Regions from separate parts of the Mus musculus genome. Here regions 1, 3, 4 and 5 are each linked to region 2. The links are chromatin contacts, called in public HiChIP or PLAC-seq and Micro-C maps. All regions are on one chromosome and are shown on one strand. The core of a region is the stretch at or near the end of the contact, and the rest is flanking DNA. Distances in the headings are between cores, read along the strand shown. Region 1 holds the start of Slc38a4 (solute carrier family 38, member 4). Region 2 holds the start of Slc38a1 (solute carrier family 38, member 1). Region 3 has its middle 95 kb from the start of Gm32677. Region 4 has its middle 9.9 kb from the start of Gm33149. Region 5 has its middle 91 kb from the start of Gm32840.

Region 1 (2,700 bases), core at 199-2,698, 410 kb before region 2:
CTTTTATTGTGGTCCAGCCATTATGACCTGCTAGTAGCTTACTACATACACTCCTTACGTGTTATTAAAGAGGCAATGGTGAGATAGCACAGTATAAATAAAACCCAATTTCAACAAGCTGAAGGGGACTTTAAAATTATTCTGTTATATTCTAACTCCACAAAATTGAACTTCTTGCCAGGAGAAACCAAAAGGGTGTATATATCATATTTGACCAGGATTGCTAACCTACTCTCGTGAAACTAAATATTTCTTATATATATTGTGCTTTTGGGGGGGGGGTGGTACAAAATCATGCTGTGGTAGAAGTTATATATTCTTCTGTTGCTACCCTTCTGTTGAACTGTTTTGTATAATCTGAGGTGTGTGTGTGTGTGTGTGTGTGTGTGTGTGTGTGTGTGTGTGTGTGAGAGAGAGAGAGAGAGAGAGAGAGAGAAGAGAGAAAGACAGAGACAGAGACACACATAGAGACAAGAGACATAGAGAGATCTATCACTGATGGAACGTTTTGAGTGTTCCTTATTAGCATGCAGATGTTTCTGTTGTTACATTGTTTTCTTTCTGAAGTGCCGCCATGTTCTAGTACTGTTCTAATACAGGAGCTATGAAATGGGAAGAGCTAAGTGTCCTTCCTGAAGACAGACAGTTAGACCGGCAGCTCTTCATAATTTACGTTGGGCGCGTGAGAGTTCCAAAAGCCCTGTCTGTGTCCCTGGTGGGTCTGTTAAATCTTCAGAGGCCACTTCTCCACCAGTGAACCCCTTCTGCCAAAAAAGAATGGCAACTTTTATTAAATAAACACGGACCTTCTTTGAAGCGGGAACTATGCTTAGTGTCAGAAAATGGTTTTATCAGAAAATGGTTCCATATACATATTTTTCCTTAAGACCCTCCTAGCGAGCAGAAAATGTAGTTTATTATAGCTTCCTTTGTACTCAGAATCATATTTAAACTAGGACCCCATAAGAGAATTACAGGAAAGGTTCACAAGTGGGTGACGGCAAGGTTGCCCTTGTATTGCATAGAGATTTTTACTGTGACCACCATATTCTATTTGTTTGCTTTGTGTTATGTGGTGACAGTAAGCTGTGTAGTCCGTGAAAAAGTTGTTTGTCGAATACTCTACACTGACTACTTTTACCTACTTAACGATGTAGATATATCCTGCACACAGGAAAATCCCCCCAAATAAAGAAACTTCACAGTCGAAAATGAACTCACACCAAACTCTTTGGTAACAAGACCCAGGGCGGGTGGAGGGGCCTCCATTGCTCTCTGGGCTCCAGGCTTCCCTCTAAAAGGACAGCTGGACAGCTAGACTCCACCTGGAAAGATGTTTCTGTTGACAGATCAGGTTCCTGCACTGCTATTGGTGGCTAGGCTGGAAGGGAGGGTCCTCAAGAAAGGAGATCGAGATGCTGCCCCCTATCACAGGATGGAAATTTCCACTCTTTGGGAAGCCAATAGAGAAGACGGAAGGGTCTCCCGGTCTAACCCTTGCCGCCACATCCATTGGATTCCAACCCGAAGAGGGTAGACAGAAAGGCGGGTGAGTTAAATGTGGTATATTTTCTCTTAAAAAACGACTCAGCGTGGAATTTTAGGGCTAGATCCTAACTTGTGTGTGTGTGTGTGTGTGTGTGTATGTTTGCGCGTGTGTGCGCGCGTGTATGTGTGTGCCCCCGCGCGCGCGTGGGGACAAGCGCACGTGGGGCATTCAGGTCTCGGAACTGTGTAGGGTCAAAATTTGTTGGTTGTACCTTAGAACTACAGGCTAACTGGGTTATTTCAGTGACTAGAAGTGAAGTAAACCAGGGCAGGCGGAGGGGATAGCTTGAGGGGCTTTTTTTGAAGGCTCCTATTCGAACTGTGCCTGCGTGGCCGTCTCCAGAGACTGGTGTGGGCTTGCCGACTGGAGGTCTATTGGCTCTGAGATTTTTGTTGTGGGACCTCCTTGAACGATAGCAGCTGCCTTATAAAGAGGGTCTCACCCTTCCTAGGATCTGGCTCCTCACCCTTGGGGATCGTGCCCACTAGGTGCTACCCGAGTTGCTGGAAGTGTGCCTATGACCCCCCGCCCGCCGGAGGTGGTGGGGGAACACGGGTTCAGGGTTTAAAATAGACTCGCTGGTCTCTTGATAGTTGGTAGTTGAATTTCCTGACTGTAAGCATGCTCCCGTTGTTAAATTGCCTTACGGCGAGCAGATCAGCATGCTCCCGGAGTGCGAACTCTAAGGCTTGGGGACTCTAAGGAGTCCCAAGAGCCTGGAGCAAAGTGAGAATTTGATTTAGAGCCGAGACTGCTTCCCACATGGTGGGATCGGGGATCCGCCACACCCAACAGCTCGTAGGCGCCGAAACCCCGCGGTAGGGTGGGGGTCGCGGGCATGAATGGAGGACTTCAGAGGAGAGGGAAACTGACCGTGGAGTAGTTGGGAGGAGACAACTTGGTCAACCAGAAGGAACTCCTTTTGCCTTGAGGCACTGAGCAGGGACAGACAGCTGAAAAGGCGTAGGTGGCTCTTCAGGGTATCAGTTCCTGGGGACGGACCCTCGTGGGGATCGGTCTGAGGTTCCCGTGGAGGGATCGGTCTGGGGTTCCCATGGAGGGACCCTCGTGGGGATTGGTCTGGGGTTCCCGTGAAGGGACCCTCTTGGAGATCGGGTTGGGGTTCCCGTGGAGGGACCCTCGCGGGGATC
Region 2 (2,700 bases), core at 81-2,580:
TTCAGGGTAACTTATTCAGTCATAATCGTAACAAAATCGTAAATTTTGACTTCCTCTAGGAAGAAAGGTAAAAAGAATGGACTTTCGGTGTAAACTTAGAGTGTTACTATAATACATAAGTTTTTCACACAAAGAAGGAGCAACAGGACAAAAAAAAAATGGGGTGGGGGGTGGGGGGAGATGCTGTGTTTGAGGAAGAAACTGCCCTTCTGATTGCAGTGACCTTCCGGTTTCCAGGCATGTTCAAGAACACACCTCCCACTTGTTTCTTTGGAAGCCAGTGTTTAACTCACCACGACCATTTACGGCCATTGGAAGGGAGCAAGAATACCAGCCACTAAAAAGCTTAAATCTTGGTTGGCCCCCCACTTTCCCAGAGGAGACTGAAAATCTGTAAGCACCGCAAAACAGCATTCATTACTCAGCCTCTTGAAAGGCTCCAGGTAGAGTCATTTTTGAATCATGATTCAACCGCCATTTCTTGTTTTGATGGAACAGTGATGGCTAACATGTTGATGGCTAACTTTATGTTTAAAAATCTCTGTGCTTAAAGCAAATTTCGACCTCCAAATGTTAAGCGCTACTAGGGGTTAATCTTTATTATTATTATTATTATGGTTTTTTTTTTAACTGCTGGTTCTGCTTCTGTAAACAAGCTTGCAAGAGAACAGATTGAAGCTTTGTATTCTTTGCCTTTGTAAACCCTTGGCTGAGGTGTCTGGGTGCTACATTCGGAATTCCATCTCGGCGTCAGTGTCTGAATAAAATCCTCTTGGTTAAAATTTATTAGTGGTCAGGCTGATGAATCTCCGGCCGGACCCAAAACAGGAGCCATCCGGATGAGAGGGACTCAGGCTTCCACGCGGCAGACTCCGTGGTGGTGGTGGTCTCATTGGCTGGTGTGTAGGTGGGATTTCCTGTCGCCATTTTAAGGAGAAGCGACTGTGCCAGCCAGTCAGTTAAGGGGCTGCACTTCAGACAAAGAGTGGGGCAGGAGAAGTAACCCGAGGCGGATATGGCTTTCAGCCTGTTCCTTTTTCCAGGCCCAGCAAGGGTAGAGTCACGTGGCCGGGGCAGCAGGGCTATTGGTGCAGACCCCTTGGGTTATTGTCACACTCTGAGTCCCAAGGGGTCCCCAGAGCTGCTCTGGGGGGGGGGGGGGCGGGACTGTAGGTGTCCAGGTTTCCAAAGGTGTCCCCGCGCGTCCCGTAGTCCACCACCGCCCCTGGGTCGCGGGGCTACCCTCACGCTGCTCCCTTCCCACAATGCAACTCCGTTCGGTGAGGCCCTGGCGTACCCCAAGAGACGGCCCCCTGCCACCGCCTGGGCGAGTGAGCCGCTCCACCTCCAACCCCGAGGGTGCGGGTGCGGCAGCTGTGGCCCCAGCTGAGGCCCCGGGAGGGCGCAGGCAGGTGCCGGGAGGCCCGCAGCCTCCGTATGCTCGGGTACCACCAGCGCGTTGTTCGCGCATCCGCTCGCACTGCCCTTCCTGGATGCTCGGTGTCCGCCAGCCGCGGTCGCCTTGCGGTCTGGTAGCCCAGGGGGGAAGAGGAGCAAGAAGGCGCGGCGACCAGCGGCATGTGACCCGCACTGCTCTACCGCACACAGCTCAACTCCGCCGGCGCGCGGGCATGGAGGGATGATGGTCTGAAAGGCCGCGCTCCCGTCCCCAAACTGCCGAAGAGAAAGGGCGACGCGCCTCGCAGGAGCCAATGAGTCAGGTTGGAGCCCCTCCGCGCCGGGCGTGTGAATGTAAGTGCTGGCGGGCAGAGTGTGGGTGGGGGGAAACTGATGCAACCAGCCCTGGGAGGAGGAGGAGGAGGAGGAGGAGGAGGAGGAGGAGGAGGAGGAGGAGGAGGAGGAGGAGGAGGAGGTGGTGGTGGAAAAGGAGGAGGAGGAGGAGAGCTGTGGCCACGCCACTCTTCCTGAAGGTCGCCGGTAACCCGGCCTTTTACCTTCCTCCGAAACCCGCCACGCGGATCCTCCCCGCCCAGTCTTACAGACCTGGGGCCACCTTTCCCTAGCTAGTCCTTGACACAAAAAAGGACATCTAACTGCCGGGGACGGCCTGGAAGGGCGGACACTTTGGTGGCGCCTTTCCCTTTATTTCTCGAGGTAAGGTGCTTTTGGAGGGCAGAGGGAGCGGCGACTTGGAGGGAAGGGGAGTTTGAACAGGAAGGGAAGGAGGTAACTCAGACAGCCTCCATGTCTCGTGGACACGGGCAGAGCGTCGCGGCGCCTTTCTAGAAGGCAGGAGTCCGGTGCCCTTCCCTGAACGCAGGGACTCCAGATACCGCCGTGGCGTACAGTACCTTACTTTGTAGACCTGGTTTTATGGTGATGGAGTGTGCCACCAGATCTGGTGTCACTTTCGCGAATTAGGAACCAAGCATGCGATGTAAGGGGCATAAGGTACACCGAGGAGTGAATCAGTCTGCATCTTGGGACTGGCCGGCAGCGGAGCCTCGGAGACCGGCTCCCCAGCGCGGTAAACAGGTGCACGTTGGCTGCACCTCCACGGGCTCGGCCCCTGTCTCCGTTCCGGTTAGTGGGATGATGCTGGCAGTGACTCACTTTCCTCTCCCTCTCTGGAGGCTCTCTCCCGAATGAAGAGCCAGTGATAGGCTACTTCCTCTAGAGCCTGGTCCGGTGGGGCGGGAGAACAAAAGGCCACTGCTTGCGCAGGACCCTTGCGCCCTG
Region 3 (2,703 bases), core at 20-2,519, 290 kb before region 2:
GCACAGGTGTGCAGGAAGCCACAGAGGCACAGGTGTGCAGGAAGCCACACAGACACAGGTGTGCAGGAAGCCACACAGACACAGAGGCACAGGAAGCCACGGAGGCACAGGTGTGCAGGAAGCCACAGAGGCACAGGTGTGCAGGAAGCCACAGAGGCACAGGTGTGCAGGAAGCCACACAGACACAGGTGTGCAGGAAGCCACACAGACACAGAGGCACAGGAAGCCACGGAGGCACAGGTGTGCAGGAAGCTACAGAGGCACAGGTGTGCAGGAAGCCACAGAGGCACAGGTGTGCAGGAAGCCACACAGGTACAGGTGTGCAGGAAGCCACACAGACACAGGTGTGCAGGAAGCCACACAGGTACAGGTGTGCAGAATGCACACAGGCACAGGTGTGTAGGAAGCCACCAATGGTGTGTGCTTCCTGGGAAGTCCCTCTGGGAGGAGATGGATTTAGTGAGAGCATTTGAATATTTCTTATTCATATTAAGAGTAACTAGGGAAGTAAAGAGGAAAGAATGAAGGAAAGGGTTTATGAAGACAAGAGGCCAAGGAAATGACTTCTTATCCTCACTTCTTGGACACACAGATAAAAGGTAGGGTGCTTTCTCTCTAAAAAAAAAAAAATGCCTTGATCTCTTTAGGTGTGAGACACAGTAGATGATAACAGCTGATAGATAGATAGATAGATGATAGATAAATAGATAAATAGATGATATGTAGATAGAGGTTAGATAGAAGATAGATAGAGGATAGATAGATATAGATAGATGATTGATAGATGATAGATAGTTGAGTGACAGATAAATAGATATATTAGTAGATAGATAGATTAATGGATAGAATGTGCACACATATAAGTAACAGAAATGTAGAAAACAAAGCCTCTTCATGAAAAAACTGTGTTCCAACTTTTCTAACCCATGCATTTTCTTACATGAACAAGAGACACTGCCAGTCTGGCTTGGTTAGCCTGCTCATTCAAAATAGAAGGTCCTAATAACAACAGTTTTTAAAAGTCCTCAAGGGCCACCAGCTCAGGGGAAAGGGTTCTCCAATTAGGAACCAGCTCTTGCGAGCCTCTCACAGCCTCCTTTCCACACCAAGCCCCTGGGTTGGCAAAGAAATATGAAAGCCAGCTCTGGATTGCCTTCCACCACCCACAGATATGTTAATTTGATGAGTTCATCCTCTGTCCTAGAGAACAGCTTGCATAGATCGTGGTAAAAATTCTACGACACAATTGGATTGGTGTAAACACTAGCCCAATTTAGACACAGTTGGTGGCTGTCCCTCCCTCTTCTACTGCCTCTGGCTGCTCCTGAAGCACAAAGTGTCCAGTGAGCAGGAGCTGTTTGTATTTCTCCAGGGACCCTGAACACAGAACTCCTGTTTATAATCTCAGTTCCCAAACATTTCCTCAGAACACTCAATTCACAGTGAAACCCTATTAGTTAAATTGGTCTCCTCCAATAGACGGTATATGACCCCTGACTTTCTGGCAAATGCTAGGTCAAACAAAACATAAACAAACAAAGAAAAGATCGAGCATGGTTTTTCTCATGAATAGAGGTGTTATCCAAAGAGCCTCCTGTCAGACAGCCAAAGGTGGTCAAGAAATATAAAAATAAAACCAAACAAAATCTTCCTGAGAGCGAAGATCCAGTTTGGCATCCCAGAAGAGCAGAAGTGTGCCTCCAGGCGCTTGGACACCGTGCCTGTGGATTAGCAGATTCTCCAGGCTCTGCCTAGGACTGGGAGTATGTATTTGGCTGTGTTTTGCCCATTTACCTGAAGTCATTACTCAAGAAACAGGCCTATGTTCCTCACTTCACACGTTCTTTTTAAAAGCGCTGGACCTGACTCACTGAAGAGCCTTTTGTAACGTCGTGAAACACTCTCTCACTTGACTGTTTCTCTCTGAAGTCCCTTCTCGGTGTATAGCATTTCCTCCATGTGAAATGCCTGCATTCAGTAACTTCATACAAAGGACATACCACGTGGAATTTCCCGTAAGATCTAATAAACTGAGGGCGTGGGGAAGTGAAATCCATTGCTGAGTGTTTTCCTCCTGAGAGAGGGGTGCTCTCTCTTCCCTGCAGTTACACTAACCCTTGGCAGGCTGGTGTCATCTCAGTCTTGAAGGAACGATGTCTACAAGACTGGCCAAGAGAACGCTGAGAGTTCAGTGTCCATGGCCTAATAAACTTTAATCATTAAGAATGATTTAATTCCTCTCACCAAATTCAGCGCATCACACAAAAAAACAACAAGTAAGCCAACCTGAAGTTGGGCGGTTTGTCCTTTTGTCTGATGAGAAGCCGTCCTATGTAAGCAGCCGTGTGATCTGAGGCTGCCTTCTGGTCCAGAGTGGCTGAGTTCAGCCTGCTCTAACTGGAGTGTCCCACAGAGAATCAAAGAAGAAAGGAAGTCTGCAGATAAATCTAAACTCGAGCTGATGGAAAATCCCAGACAGGCACAGCACTCCGGCTGCTGAGCCGTTGTAAAACTCCTCTTTAATGACTGTCAGGCAAGACAGGAGAATCTTCCCAGAAGGGTTCTGATCAATTTCCTGTATGTTCTGCCAGTGTAGTTAACAACTAATAAACTATACTACTGTTTGCCTCTCTCTACAATGGGACACCACACAGAGCTGACTGGCCATGGCTTCACAGGCCTGTCTACAAAGGCTGTGTAGAG
Region 4 (2,755 bases), core at 109-2,608, 510 kb before region 2:
CGGTCTCAGAGAACAAGAAGACCAGGGCAGCCTGGAACTTCTCGGAGATGACTTCAGTGACTTTGAAAAGGTGCAGATAGAACTTGGGACAGGAAAGGGAATTCCAAAACGGTCTCAGGTAGCAAGCAGACTGTCTTACTGGAGATTGGATGGAAGGCCACTGGGGTGATGTAATGAAGGTCTTATATTCATGCCAGGGCTCTGTGGAAAGCAAGCCTCAATGGTGGCAATCTGGGATGTCTTGTGAGGTGCACACCCAAGCAGCAGCAGCACTGGAGAGGCTCTATGGTTATTCCTCACGGTTGGTGCTAAGATCCTAGAGCAAAGAGATTAATTACCTGAAGGTGAAATGTACTGCCACGGAGGAGCCAAGATTTAGAAAGGAAAAGATTCTTAGCTTGACTACATAAAGACCAAAAACCCCCCAAAGAGTGGCGCCACCCCACAGGTCACTAAGATTAGTACTGGCAGGGCAACGGGCAGCTGTCATCTAGAGACCGTGGGTGCACCTGGGCGCCCAGCCTTCCCAGTGTGCATGCACGCACCATATTAGTCTGCAGACTGTAGCTTCTACCACTCAAGCCCCTGGGCATGATAACCTCCACCCAGATCCCAGAGGATACATCTTGACCGTGTGTGTCAGTCACGTGGACATCCCAGCTCACATACCCTGAGCCCCGCAGGCTTTGCTTCAGCAGGGGACTCCACCTAGCTCTGCCTTGCAGTCGTTTTTCTTCCTAGGCTTGCTAGGCTCCCTCTGCACTTGGGTTTCTGAGCCCCGAGTACTGTCAGCCAAAGGGAATGGAGTTCCTGATAGAAGTGGGTGGAGGAAAGTGAAGATCCAGTTGCAGAGCCATTTCTCCCGTTTGGCATCCCGCCCTCCCTTCCCTTTCCTGCATGGCTGGAGTTGAACTTGAGGTCTTACCCATGGTGGGAAAGTGCTCCACCATTTGTGCCCCAGCCCAACCCTCTCCTGTTGTTTTAGAGCCTCTTCTAAGGCTGCCAAGACCCATCTTTCTCTCACAAAGAGAAATACACGAAAACAACAGCAAACAGAACAACAACAACAACCCCCCAAACCCCAAAACCAAACAAAGCAAGATGGAGAAAAAAAACTGTTTGAGATTTGCGCCAACTCGTGCTTTCTGAAATTTACATAAAATTTTTAATGACATGTTTTGTTCCGTTTGTTTTGTTTATTTTTGCAAAGACCTTTTCCAGGAAGGGTGGTGTAGCTTATCAGGCTTCCACTGGACTCAATCGATCCTCTATCTTATTTGTCAGGGAAGAGACTGCAGTTCCTTAGTGGCTCCATCCTTTGGTCATGTGCTTCTCTGACGAAGGCTGGCCCCACGCTGCACCAGCCAGCCCTGTTTGCGCTTGTCCCAGTATGTCTGCCTGCGTAGCTCAGAGGCAGTTCTGCTGATGTGCAGTGAGTGAAAGAAAAATGCTTTCTACAAACACAGCATTCCACAGTGAGGAGAGTATCTCCTAAAAGGCTTAAGAGCTCACTCAGCAGACAAACTACAAATGGCTAGACAGTGCGGATGCTCAGGAGCCTAAGAACCACAGACATCCCACGGATAGGACACAATCGTTCACCTCCGCTCCACACACATTAGACTGGGATTGCATGAATCCCTCCTCAGCTTATTCTAAGGGAAGGGAGGGCTGCTCTTTTAGCCCAGCAATCAGTGATAGACACGATGGATATTTAGTGTATGTTATGAGTGTCCGAAAGCGCCACTCCTAGAAAATGAAGACAAAATATTGGGGGAAAGAAGGTTTTATTTATTTCTAAATTCAACCAAGAAACAACCACCGTGCAACAGCTTTAAAGTGGTCTCAGAATGAGCTGTCAGTCCTCGTTTCTCATTAAGATGCATTTCAGGATGCCTCCTGTTGTTCTCGGGGCACTAATGAATCCATACTTAAAACCTGCGCCGGGAAGCATCTCTCACCACTTCGGAGACAATCGCTGTAAAAATGCACCATTCTGTGCCTTGCCTAAATGGAGCACGATTATTACCAAGCCGCACAGCCTTTTTATCTGTACCGACGCTGCAGGAAATCTCACTGTCTATGTGACCTGAATACCTACTACCTAGTGGAAAATTCCGGGAGTGCATGGCAGCCCAGAGCACCCAATAGCTACTTTGCTTGTCTGTTTCATCTCACCCCCTATCCCACCCACCCTCCCACATCCCAGTCATCACGCACAAGGGGATTCCTGAAAATTGTTTTCCAAATCACTGGGTCTCTTCACGGTGCTCTGTCATTTTTACCTACCAACATTAATTCTTAAACAGCATTATTCAACTGCTGTGGTTCATCGCTGAAGAATGTAAATACTGAAGTAATTATGAGACTGTATTTTCCAATGGTGCACCCCAAAATGGGTAACTGAGTGTCAAAGGCTGACGTCACAAAGTAGCCAAGTAAGACAGTCCTTAATAGGCTAAACCAGAGCTCACAATCCAGGACTGCAAGGACCTCTTGAATGTGCTGACTCAGAAGCAGTTGGCTGGCGGAATGTTCGGAGGGGAAGGGTGTGTTCCAGTTGCTCTCTCACCTCTCAGCAAGACTCATGGGACAGACCGTTGGAGGCCAGGACAGATAAGGTGCCATCTGCAGATTGTTGGATAACGTGTCCAATTAGGATCCTGTTCAGGATTCAAGGATGACTTAGAAAGTCACCCTCAAGCGCACCTGTCAAGAACCCGTAGGTGTGGGGCTGGAGGGATGGCTCAGCAGG
Region 5 (2,751 bases), core at 167-2,666, 310 kb before region 2:
TTTTGTGTTCTCAAAACAACATTTTAAAGACATAACGGGGCCAGTGAGATGGCTCAATGGGTACTGATGACCAAACCCAATGGCCTCATTCCATCCCCAGACTTACATCGTGGAAAGGGAAAAATCAAGTCCTGTAGATTGCCCTCTGATCCCCTGCACACACACCATGGTGCATACCTACCCACACACATAAATAAATATGGGAATATAAAAATAGGAAAGAAGCCAAGAATCAGCGTGATGTTTCTTATGCACAGAGAGGGTGTCATATAGAAATGTCCCAATATTTCAAGGTTAAAATTCAACTCTAAAGAGTCAGACTTGGAATGAAAAAGTTTCAGAGATAACTTAAGCCGGTGGTTCTCAACCTCTGTGTTTCGCAATGAAAATATTATGCCTGGGGTCACCACAACATGAGGAACTGTGTTGAAAGGTCTCAGTATTAGGAAGGTTGTAAACCACTGGCTTAGGCTTATATACTTCCGTTTATGTGTGTACAAGGGACATTTAAGGATAGTCTAAGTCAGTTTTTAAGAGATCTGTTAGTAAATGCACATTTAAAATGCTAACCATCAAGAAGGCAGAGCGACATAACTTAATTGGCAGGCTCGGTCTTAGTTGTAAGTAAAGTTATAGCATGTTTTACAATAAATGCCTTCGTAGATTAGATGCTACATAATGCTATTAAAGATGTTCTTTGTAAGTCAAACATATCTAACCAGAGGGTTTTGGTTGCGGTGGCACTGAGGAGTTGGCTCAAGCACGCAGATTTATCTGCCTCTGAGTCCCTATGATGTTTCAAAGCTCGGCAATCCTTTACTTGTAACTAAGCAAAGGTGACAGATAAAGGTGACAGATAAACGAAAAAGCCAAACAAAGGAGCGTAGAGTTGGCCTGGAGAGAGAGCTGTGCCCGTCTTTGCAAGCTCGCCCGTGGCCGTTGTTCATCAGGGCTCTACCTGCGTGGGCTAATTACGAGCACTGGTTATGACAGTCGGCGGCGCAGCAGCTGTAGCTTCCGTCTCCCACGGTGTTTCTGTGTTATCCGTGTGCTTGTGCTCCTGCACTGCCACGCCACGAGACGCCAAGCCAAGGAGAGTCCTCTCTAGCACCCAACAAATGTTAAAACTGGAATAGTCGGTCACCGAAGTCCCTGAAGGACACACCCTCATACTGTGAGCACCAGATTTAGTTGTGGATGCAGGACGGCTCAGCTTGCCTTACCAAAGATGCCAAGGAGCCTCAGGACCTCCCAATCTCAGTCCACATTCATTGACTGCTTTCTACAAACACTGAGCTGAAATATTTTTTCCCAGGGCTGCGGTTCTGGCGCCCTGTTCTTTGTCTTCCACGGATACTCGGCTTGCAGCTGCCTCAGCTCCGTTTGACCCCCGCAAGCACTTCCGGACATCTCCAGCAGGTGGCTCAGCTACGCTCGGTAACTTGTCCATTCTCAGTGATTACTAAGGCAGTCTCCTGCCTCCTACCCTATGTGCGCTTCATCAGCCAAGGGCACCCTCACCGGCACTGTCCTCTGATCGATCCGACCCTCTGGGGTTTCCAGGCTTCTCTAGAGAAAAGGAGCCTTGTCTCTTTTGAGACTATGTCTGTTAAAGTCCTATTCAGTCCAAACTGTTGGCACGCTAATGTCTCAGAGCTGAAAGCGATCTCTTTCGGGCTTTAGTCTGCCCCACCACCACACTGCACCTGTTTAGTCATCTATCCTATGGGGACTATGACTTTCCCCTTTGTCTCAATCGAGCCTCTGAAACCTCCCCTCTCCCCAGCTTTGGAACTCTGCAAGCAAAAGTTTCCTTGGTGTCACCAAACTGTCTCCTCAGTCAGTCGTACAAATGTCTCCTACAAATGCCCTGGATGGGGTGCTTGATTTTAAACCTGACATTTCAACTTGGATGGTTTGTGTGAAGTCTCAAAATGTCCATGAGCATTTCAAGGTTAGGTAGTTTGCTGGTGGCCTAGCCTATGAATGCCTGGCTACTGTAGGGAAGTCAGGACTGGCCCTAGAGTGGAGCAGGCTCGGTGGTACTTCCCTGGTCCACCAAAAGCAGGAGGGCAGGACTGTGGGCTTGCTCAGCCACTTTGGAAGTAACATTATCCAGTTAGCTCCGGTTTTGCGCCACCTTCTGTGTCTAGGCTTTCCCAGCACAAGCCTACTCACGAGGTGGTTGCTAGTTTTTCTTCTTAAGCCAAACCATTAATGTTTATCAGACCGATATTTTAAATTACTGCATCTGCCTTTATGCCTGGCTCTCCTGGGAGCCTTCACAAGCCTACAGAGCTCAGCGGGCATGCCCGGGCTTGTGCAGATTTCACGAGTGTTTACACTAAGGAAAATGCTGTCCTGGGTGAAAGACAGGCACAGCAGGTGACCTCTCTCCTTGGCTTTTTATGAAGAGTCGTGTCCCTTAACTATTAAATTTAAAAGGCATCATTTTGTGTTGGAAATCCATTAAATAGTGGAGGACACCATGGGTGTGAGAGAAACCATACAAAGAGGGCAGTTTATTTGATGCACACGGGGTCATCTTATGAGAATGAAGGTTTTTTGTTCCTTGTTTTGTTTTTTTTTTGTTTGTTTGTTTGGTTTTTTTTTTTTGGGAGATGCATATATTTTCAGGTAAATCTCTGCTCTGGGCAATTTCTCACGGAGGAGACATGTAATGAATAAAACAGTAGCGTTTATGTGGTTTTGAAATTGCTCAGACAAGCAGTTATTTATTTACTTTGTGAG

What was found. Hi-C and Micro-C count contacts between places; a contact is called where the count stands out from the background. HiChIP or PLAC-seq counts read pairs in DNA pulled down with a chosen protein or histone mark.
Region 1: a Micro-C map of embryonic stem cells shows a contact between it and region 2, with 3 times the contacts expected there. The contact joins the promoter of Slc38a4 here to the promoter of Slc38a1 in region 2. A contact is called at or near these places in 2 of 39 promoter capture datasets (cranial neural crest and stem cell-derived epiblast-like cells), 3 of 484 Hi-C or Micro-C datasets (embryonic stem cells and trophoblast stem cells) and 4 of 115 datasets of contacts at active chromatin or transcription factors (all in embryonic stem cells).
Region 3: an H3K4me3 HiChIP or PLAC-seq map of forebrain shows a contact between it and region 2, with 4 times the contacts expected there. The contact joins the enhancer-like site here to the promoter of Slc38a1 in region 2. A contact is called at or near these places in 2 of 39 promoter capture datasets (frontonasal cranial neural crest and liver), 11 of 115 datasets of contacts at active chromatin or transcription factors (the NIH/3T3 cell line, bone marrow-derived macrophages, cardiomyocytes and 8 more) and 1 of 9 other capture datasets (embryonic stem cells).
Region 4: a contact with region 2 is called in an H3K4me3 HiChIP or PLAC-seq map of embryonic basal ganglia, with 4 times the contacts expected there. The contact joins the enhancer-like site here to the promoter of Slc38a1 in region 2. A contact is called at or near these places in 2 of 39 promoter capture datasets (the 3T3-L1 cell line and stem cell-derived epiblast-like cells), 1 of 484 Hi-C or Micro-C datasets (embryonic stem cells), 5 of 115 datasets of contacts at active chromatin or transcription factors (embryonic basal ganglia, embryonic forebrain, embryonic hindbrain and 2 more) and 1 of 9 other capture datasets (embryonic stem cells).
Region 5: an H3K27ac HiChIP or PLAC-seq map of trophoblast stem cells shows a contact between it and region 2, with 12 read pairs. The contact joins the enhancer-like site here to the promoter of Slc38a1 in region 2. A contact is called at or near these places in 4 of 39 promoter capture datasets (the C10 cell line, frontonasal cranial neural crest, liver and 1 more) and 10 of 115 datasets of contacts at active chromatin or transcription factors (the NIH/3T3 cell line, bone marrow-derived macrophages, cardiomyocytes and 7 more).

Annotation. Positions count from the first base shown.
Region 1 is chr15:97,054,704-97,057,403 of GRCm38.p6, reverse strand. It overlaps Slc38a4 (solute carrier family 38, member 4), which reads left to right and starts at 1,448. Exons shown (of 16, transcript NM_027052.3): 1 at 1,448-1,549. All of the region lies in intron 1 of Gm32840 (a long non-coding RNA gene), which reads right to left.
Region 2 is chr15:96,641,543-96,644,242 of GRCm38.p6, reverse strand. Slc38a1 (solute carrier family 38, member 1) reads left to right here and starts at 1,330. Exons shown (of 16, transcript NM_001166458.1): 1 at 1,330-1,752.
Region 3 is chr15:96,932,122-96,934,824 of GRCm38.p6, reverse strand. No RefSeq gene overlaps it. Among named protein-coding and RNA genes, the nearest start is that of Gm32677, 95 kb to the right of the region's middle. Within about 2 kb of position 1,269, at least 25 of the 459 cell types and tissues checked have an H3K27ac peak or open chromatin away from gene starts, as enhancers often do. A contact at or near this core is called in forebrain, where this site is marked.
Region 4 is chr15:97,151,289-97,154,043 of GRCm38.p6, reverse strand. No RefSeq gene overlaps it. Among named protein-coding and RNA genes, the nearest start is that of Gm33149, 9.9 kb to the left of the region's middle. Within about 2 kb of position 1,358, at least 35 of the 459 cell types and tissues checked have an H3K27ac peak or open chromatin away from gene starts, as enhancers often do. A contact at or near this core is called in embryonic basal ganglia and embryonic forebrain, where this site is marked.
Region 5 is chr15:96,952,261-96,955,011 of GRCm38.p6, reverse strand. No RefSeq gene overlaps it. Among named protein-coding and RNA genes, the nearest start is that of Gm32840, 91 kb to the left of the region's middle. Within about 2 kb of position 1,416, at least 64 of the 459 cell types and tissues checked have an H3K27ac peak or open chromatin away from gene starts, as enhancers often do. A contact at or near this core is called in embryonic forebrain, embryonic stem cells and trophoblast stem cells, where this site is marked.